Linked DNA regions of Capra hircus: region 1 is linked to region 2. A link is a contact called in public Hi-C data. All regions are on one chromosome and are shown on one strand. Each heading gives the region's core, a stretch centred on a gene start, on an enhancer-like site or on the middle of the called end of the contact. The rest is flanking DNA. Distances are from core to core; before and after follow the strand shown.

Evidence for each region. A called contact is a pair of places that touch in the nucleus more often than the background predicts.
Region 1: a contact with region 2 is called in a Hi-C map of blood, with 1.7 times the contacts expected there. The contact joins two enhancer-like sites. A contact is called at or near these places in 2 of 5 Hi-C or Micro-C datasets (blood and liver).

What each region holds. Positions count from the first base shown.
Region 1 is chr24:37,561,280-37,564,843 of ARS1.2, forward strand. The region is part of intron 1 of LPIN2 (phosphatidate phosphatase LPIN2); the gene reads right to left. Among named protein-coding and RNA genes, the nearest start is that of LPIN2, 50 kb to the right of the region's middle. Within about 2 kb of position 1,507, at least 1 of the 5 cell types and tissues checked has an H3K27ac peak or open chromatin away from gene starts, as enhancers often do.
Region 2 is chr24:37,526,077-37,529,703 of ARS1.2, forward strand. It overlaps LPIN2 (phosphatidate phosphatase LPIN2), which reads right to left. Exons shown (of 20, transcript XM_005697070.2): 9 at 2,452-2,639; 10 at 696-789; 11 at 253-322. Among named protein-coding and RNA genes, the nearest start is that of EMILIN2, 72 kb to the left of the region's middle. Within about 2 kb of position 2,190, at least 2 of the 5 cell types and tissues checked have an H3K27ac peak or open chromatin away from gene starts, as enhancers often do.

The DNA.
Region 1 (3,564 bases), core at 257-2,756, 35 kb after region 2:
TCAGACACCACTGAGTGACTGAGCACACACAAGGGGAACTACAGGCTCAATCTGACACCTATCCTTCGACTTCACGTAACAAAATCAGTGGCAAGCAGCACATGAGGACAAGGAGGCCCCAAGGACTTTCCTCAACCTTCACACCTCCCCCCTGACCGAATGTGCTTCACACCCACAGCTCCAGAACGGAACGCTTCTCACTCCCGCGTCTCTCTCCTCACCGCTTTCCCCTTTACTCCTCAAACCACAAAGCAACGCAGCTTTCTGGCAACTCGTTCTCACTCTTCCTGCCACGGGTGCAGTATGGCCAGCTCTCATCTACCTGTCCCTGAGGTGAGAGATCGGAATGTCACGAGAGAGAGAAGTGTGGAAGTAAATTCATTAAGATATGTGCTGAGTTTAGGATTCTGTTTATAATTAATCATGAAAGATATTAGCCAACCCTTGTGTAATGGTTATACCTATCAATACATGAAAAACAGCTAAATGTTTATGCCAACTCTGCTATGAAATATAGCTGTACTTTGAACTATTCAAAATAGATTTTAAAAGTGACGTGTACTTTGCAAGGAGTAAAATTAACCCTTTCAGAGTATACAGCTTTAACCATGCAACCATGAAAAAGTCACTACAATCAAGAAAGTCAAGACACAGAACTGCACTGCTGCCTCAAATGCCCCCACGCCCTTTCGTAGCCCATCCTTTTACCCCACCCCAAGCCAACCAATGACCTGTTCTTTGTCCCTATAATCTTGGCTTTTCCAGAATGTTTCATGGATGGAGCCACTGAGTACATGCCCTTCGGACTACAGCTTCTTCCATTTAGCATCATGTATTGAGACTGACTAGCATTCTTGCAGGGATCTGCAGTTCATTCTTTGCTGTTGTTGAGTAGCATCCCACTGTAAGGATGTCTTAAAGTTTGTTTATCCATCCACCAATTGAGAAACTCTGGGTTGTTTCCAGTCTGGGGAGACTACGAACAAATGAAGCTACTAGAACTGAACAGGCTTTGGTATGGACATAATTTCGCTTCCCTTGGATAAATACTTAGGAGTGGTATTGTTTTAAAGATACCTTTGGTGCACCCAGGGGAGTCTGCTAATAAAATAAATCCCTCCATAAATCATTTTACAAAGTGGTAATAATTGAACCGTTTCATGAGTTAGGATTTTCATTCATATGCGTGAGTTACTTCGATTCACTTACACTGGGGAAAATTCAAATTCTTCATTTGTTCGTGCCCTAACATTCTGAACTACACACATCCTTGAGAAGCCACACATAACATAAGCTATAATTCAGTGTTCTTCCTCATGTGGGCAGTGGGGAAGCGATCGGGTGAAGGGCAGGCACACTGACATTTACCCTCCCAAACGCCACTTCACACACCTCCTCTCGCTGAGCTCGCACGGGCAGGTCAGGCAGTGTTACATGCGTTCTACCAGCAAGACGTGGGGCTCGGAAAAAAACAGCCAACGTACCTGAAGTCAAACCACGACACAGCGACAGCACAGACCGCAGCTCAGGCATGTCTGCCTCAGGTGCCCAGGCTCCTGAGTCCTGGGGCCACACGCTCCTAAGCACAGCAATGCCAAGCGTACGTAATGTTCAGAGCTATGCACAAGAAGGGACTTCACAAGTGCTTTCAGGAGGTCACCGTTCTGCCCATGCTATGTGAAAAATGTTAAAGCTCTTTATTAGGAGTGGCTTTAAAGATTTGATTACATTATGATTGTAAATCTATGTTTAAGGAATATGTTCTCACCCTAAAATTTCCTGGCTAAGGAAAAAACTTCGTGGCTAACCTGTTTTGGTGGTCATCACTGATAACTATAAGCAACTGAAAATGAAGCAGGAAAACTGTCTAGCTTGCTTTCACATATGAAAGACACACAACCTTAGCAAGTTTCTTTATATACCATATGTGGCATTCTCAGTGATGAGCATCACTTTAGTCCAGATGTTGGCAGGACACAATTTCCTTTCAAATACCGGACTATCTACAGTTCTTTCCATTTACTCACTGGCCTAGAAGTCAGGAAGTAGCATCAGGAATCTTCTGCAGATGCAATTACAGCTGTGAGATGGGAACAAATGAACATATTCTTGGAGTTTGGAGGTCTAGAGAAAGACATGTTAAACTTAATTTGTCTTCCTCTCATGGCTTCACAGAAGCTTAGTTAATATCACAGATAAAGCAAGTTCACATTTTCAACCTGTCCCAAAGCATTACTATCCGAGTTGAAAGGCACTCCACTTGCATCACACGGTACCTGGTTAAGTTCAGGGGGAAACAAGGCAGATGAACAACCCCAGCGAGATTTGAAGGTCACTCATTGCAACCACTTCACTGATTTCACAGCTGCTAAACTGGCAAGCATGTGGAGGCCTGAAGTCCACAACCCCAACATCCTCAACAACCCCACCCTGAAGGGTTTATCCTCATAAAGTCTGACAGAGACAAGACCTGCTTTAGAAAGCGAGCTGCACTTTAGAAAAAGGATGCAGACTGCCTTACTGAAAAGAAAACCAAGGATTAGGACAAATCTGGCTTTAGTGAAATTCAGAGCAACTGTCTTTTGTTTGCGTGGTCTATATGTTTATTAACACACATTTCCCTCAGGTGTGCTCAGGTTCTCCGATGAACATGAGCTGTGAAACCAGACCTATTTCTACTCCACTACAAGAACCTGGGATGTCCACTCCTAAGAGGTTGAGATCCCTTAGTTACAAGGGCTAAGAGTAGCATAAAAATTCTTTTCAGAGTAAGAAGCGACGACTAAGCCAGGACGGGAAATGATGATTTACCCAGCTGAAGACCGTCTATCAGTGCCAAGTACTCAAAGCCACAAGAGCCTTCGGGTCCATATGCACCCACAGATTCGTATCCTGGAGTCTGAGTCATCATCACACCTGGGAGGCTTCTAAAAATACAGCTTCCTAGAAAGAAGGCTAACACCAACCCTTGGACAGGCATCGGAAATCTCCATGGACAGAGGCACACATACAGACATGCTTATGTCTGGGCCAGAACGTGTGTTTAACATCCTCGCTCTCTCTGTGATCCAGAACCAAGGACATGAGAAGCAACAAGCAAACAAGCGCCCAGATCCTGGTTGCTAAATACCGCCCTTCAGTACAAAGTCCAGGGTCAGGGCATCTCGTGGTGCAAGAAAGTAGGAATCGTGGGCTCAAAATCACAGCTGTAGGGGTGTGTTAAGGGAACACGAGCCAAAGCCAAAAAGCACCCAGAACAACCTGAGCAACAAAATCTGACGGGTTATTACCTGCAGAGTATTCTTGGGGCCATACTGATATAAGTTCAAAAGCAGGGAAGGAGGGGCAGATTTCTCTTAAAGAGGAATTCCAATGAAGAAATAGAAAATGAGGGGAATAAAAGACCACCACGAGCACACCACAGTCCCCGTGGAGACAATGGACGTTAAGCAAGGTGTCGGCACACTCTCAAACTATCTTCCTCGTGATGCATACTCATCACCAAAGGAAACAGTGACTTTACAGCAGAGAAGCCTGGCAGACGCTGCCTTCATGAAGGAGGGA
Region 2 (3,627 bases), core at 940-3,439:
CTGTATTTAAATAACAATTAGGGGAATCTCTCAATCTTGACACACGATCAGAAACTGGTATAAGTATCTAGTAAAAATGACAGATACGGCACCCCAGCCGGTTTCCTGGATTTCTGGGCATGAGATGATTTGACTGATGGTATTAACTTTACAATATTAAGTAAAATTGAACCGCACCCAGTTTAGAGACATGCACACACGGATTCTCAAAGCGCTGTGTGCTGCAGACATTCCTGGGGAGCAGCAACTCACCTTGGGCAGGCTCTTCTGGAAGACCTGAAGGCTGAGGACCATGGGGGCCGCCAACGCCCAGCTGTAGTAACTGTAGAGCAAAGCCAGGCACGACCGTCAGAGAGGAGAGGGCGGGAGAGGAAGCAGAAATGTCATAACAAAGTCCTTATTCTTTCCAGTGAAGACGTGATCAGCTCAGTTTCTTGCCACATAAGCAATCTTTGCTTCAAGCCAAACTTCTCCAAGCAGAGAAGTAGCACAACGTGTAAAACAGAGCAGGATTTTAAGCCTCAGTGGAAATGAAGCTGGAGCTTCACACCTAAGTCACTGCCCATTTAGCTCATTTACATGAAATGGCACAGTGAGAAAGAATATAATAGTTAAAACCTATACAGCACTTAGGGAAAGAAAAACCTGCAAGAATACTGAACAGTTATAAGCAACAAAAGAGCGAGAGTATTTACCGGTTATAGATCCGTATCACAAGGTTGGGATTGTCTATGAGTCCAGGGTTTTCTGCAAATTCATGGTATGTAATGATGTGCTCCATGAATTTCTCTACAAGGTAAGATAACAATTACCACCTGGTTAGTTAGAGATTACAGAATAAACATCCATGTGGGCTTATTACAATACTCTCTCCATACTGAAGTGACCACAGGATCAAAAAAGTACTTCAAAACAAACCAAAAAACCCAACAACTAACTTTTCTAGGAGAATCAACAGCAAATGGCAGATGTTTGTGGTTTTTTTCCTGGACAAGAAAAACAAACCACTTCTTTTCTACGGCCCCTCGTCTACCACTCTTTCCATAGCAGTGAAAAAACAGAACCCAAAACCAAACAAACAAAAAAAAACAGGAGAAAGGGATAAGCTAGGGACTCTGAGGCAAACAGATGACAGCTGTGAGAGGGAGGGAGATGTGAAGGCCCGGGTTCACACACACTCAGCTCCACAACCAGCGGAAACTGCTCAGTTTCATTCTCATAAGCAGGCGTGAAACCCTGGACTGGTGGGCAACTTTTAACAGCATAGCCGGGGAACACTCCTGGGGTCTTGCAGCCGTAAGTGCACAAGTGCAGCTACGTGAGGAAACAACCCAAGCATCTTACAGGGCTTGGACGGAGAAACCCAACACAGCAGAATTTGGCTGAGGGTCTCTCAAGAAGAAACAAATCCCAAGTTCCTGCACGACAGATGAGGGTCAAGCATGACTTTCTGTCCCATTCCCAGAGGCGATCCTTTAAGTCAGAGCAAACTCTAACAACAGAGCAAACTCTCACTGGGACTGTTCCTCCTGGTCATCTATGTACTGTTTACTTGCCATTTAGTCTTTTAAGTTAAATTTTACAGTTTTACATAAACTGTATGTCCCCTCCTCCACCTCTACTTTTAAAGGGAGGGCTTAAGAGGATTATAACGTGACCTAACTTCGTCCCTAGAAGGAACCACTGGCCATAACACACTCAATTTCCTGCAAAAAGTAAACAGAATTAAAAGATGGAAAAACGATCACCCCATGACCCCAAGAAGAAGAAGAAGATTTAGGGAGTCCCAGCCGAGAGGTCCCGGGCAACCCAGCCTGCCACACACACACAAGACAAAGGATGACGTTAGTCAGAAAATCTTTCCTTAGAGGAAAATCCATCAAGGGCCACCAGCCAAACATGAGAAAACATGAAGAGCTCAGTTTACAAAAGGAGGTAAGACCAGAAAAGGCCAAAGAACTGGCTAGGACAGTCGGACACACAGGTGCTCAAGTCCCACAGGGTTGTTGGAACCAGCCCTGCTAAGCAACCCCCTTCTCATGAGTGACTTGACTCTCCTGGGCCAACTCTCGGACAGAGTAACCCCTGCTACTTTTGCCAGAAAGACCATTTCACTCAGCAGACAGCTTTGGCAACGTGAGGCCTTCCTCTCATGTCTCAGGCTCGGGGCTGCCAGGTCCCAGCCCTACAATTATTCCAGCAACTTCACAGAAGAGAAGGCAGCTGGGGCTGAGCTGACCCTGGCCGCCCAGTACATGGGGCAGCCCAAGAACCTGTCCTTAGGCTCACAGCTCTCCCACCCACCGACACGCGGGGTCACCCCAACCCAAGGCACCTAAATGAGGGGCGAAAAGTCTGACGTCCAAGGGAGACCCCGCCACCTCCATGAGACCCCAGGGCTGCGTTCCCGGCACGGCTCACCACCCAGGGCGGACGAAGCTGCCCACCCACCTTTGGAGATCTCTCCGTTCTCGCTGAGGCCACCGCAGAGCGACAGGGTGACGTCGGGCAGGTCCATGGCGGAGTCCGAGAGGCACTCGGTGCCGCTGTCGGCTGCCGCGCTGCCCACCGACTGGGGGGACTGGGAGCCGGACAGCGTGTCGGACTCGGGCCACTGCCGGGAGCCGGGCTCCGACTCACTGCAGGGAGAAAGGCACCGGCCATCACACCCCTGCCCTGAGCCTGATGGCCAAGCTCAGGGCTCCCTGCCCCGGACGCGGCTTCGCTTAGGCAGTGTTCAGACCCTATCCTAGACAACACTGAGACAACGCAACAGTGCTGCTGAGGAATTAACTGAACACAGTAAACACGCACACACCGATCGCTCACAGTCACGCGAACCATCGATGATGGCCCTTCTGACTTATCAAAGGGATGAAAGAGTTACAAGCATTCATTTACATGACAAAATGACAGGGTAAGAAAAACCTGATGTCTGGAAACCTTCTGATCTTAACTTCCTACAAAAGGCTGTGGTACTATACTCCTCTCGGAGAAAACTGCTGTAGTCCAAGAGGGTATTATTGTTAAAAACAAGGCTTTTCTAAATTCATTTATTACCTCATGAAAACAAAACGAAGAAATTAACCAAGTAAAAGTTCTCAGGAGGCTGGACACACCTCAAGAAAGAAATGCACCAAGAAACCAGAAATAAACTGTTCCTACACTGGTGAGCCTCAGAACCAAAGTTGAGGTTACTCAACGTTTTCAGTTTTCTAAACAAGGCGTGGAAGCCAGGTTTTAGAAGCTGATCCTAAAGGAAACTTTTTGTAATGGAGCATAAATTTGAGAGGAAAAGGACATGGAAATGACACCTTACATCTCTTAGTCATGAATGCTTCCTACTCTACACCTTCTGAACGGATACTTTTAGAGTTATTTTATTTTTTTAAAAGCCAGTACATAAATGCATGTCATCTCATGAAGTTATATGATGTTTAAAAGAAAATCTGAAATTTGAGCAGTAGGTGGCAGCACAGTACAGCTAAGTCATAAATAGAAAGCCGTTGCAAACACTAACGTTTTGCACTTGAGCCTCTGAAGAGGAGATGCTGGTGTTGGACTGGGCGATGCACACCCACACCACAGTTTTGAGAGTAATCGGATCAACAGAACGTGCTGCTAACC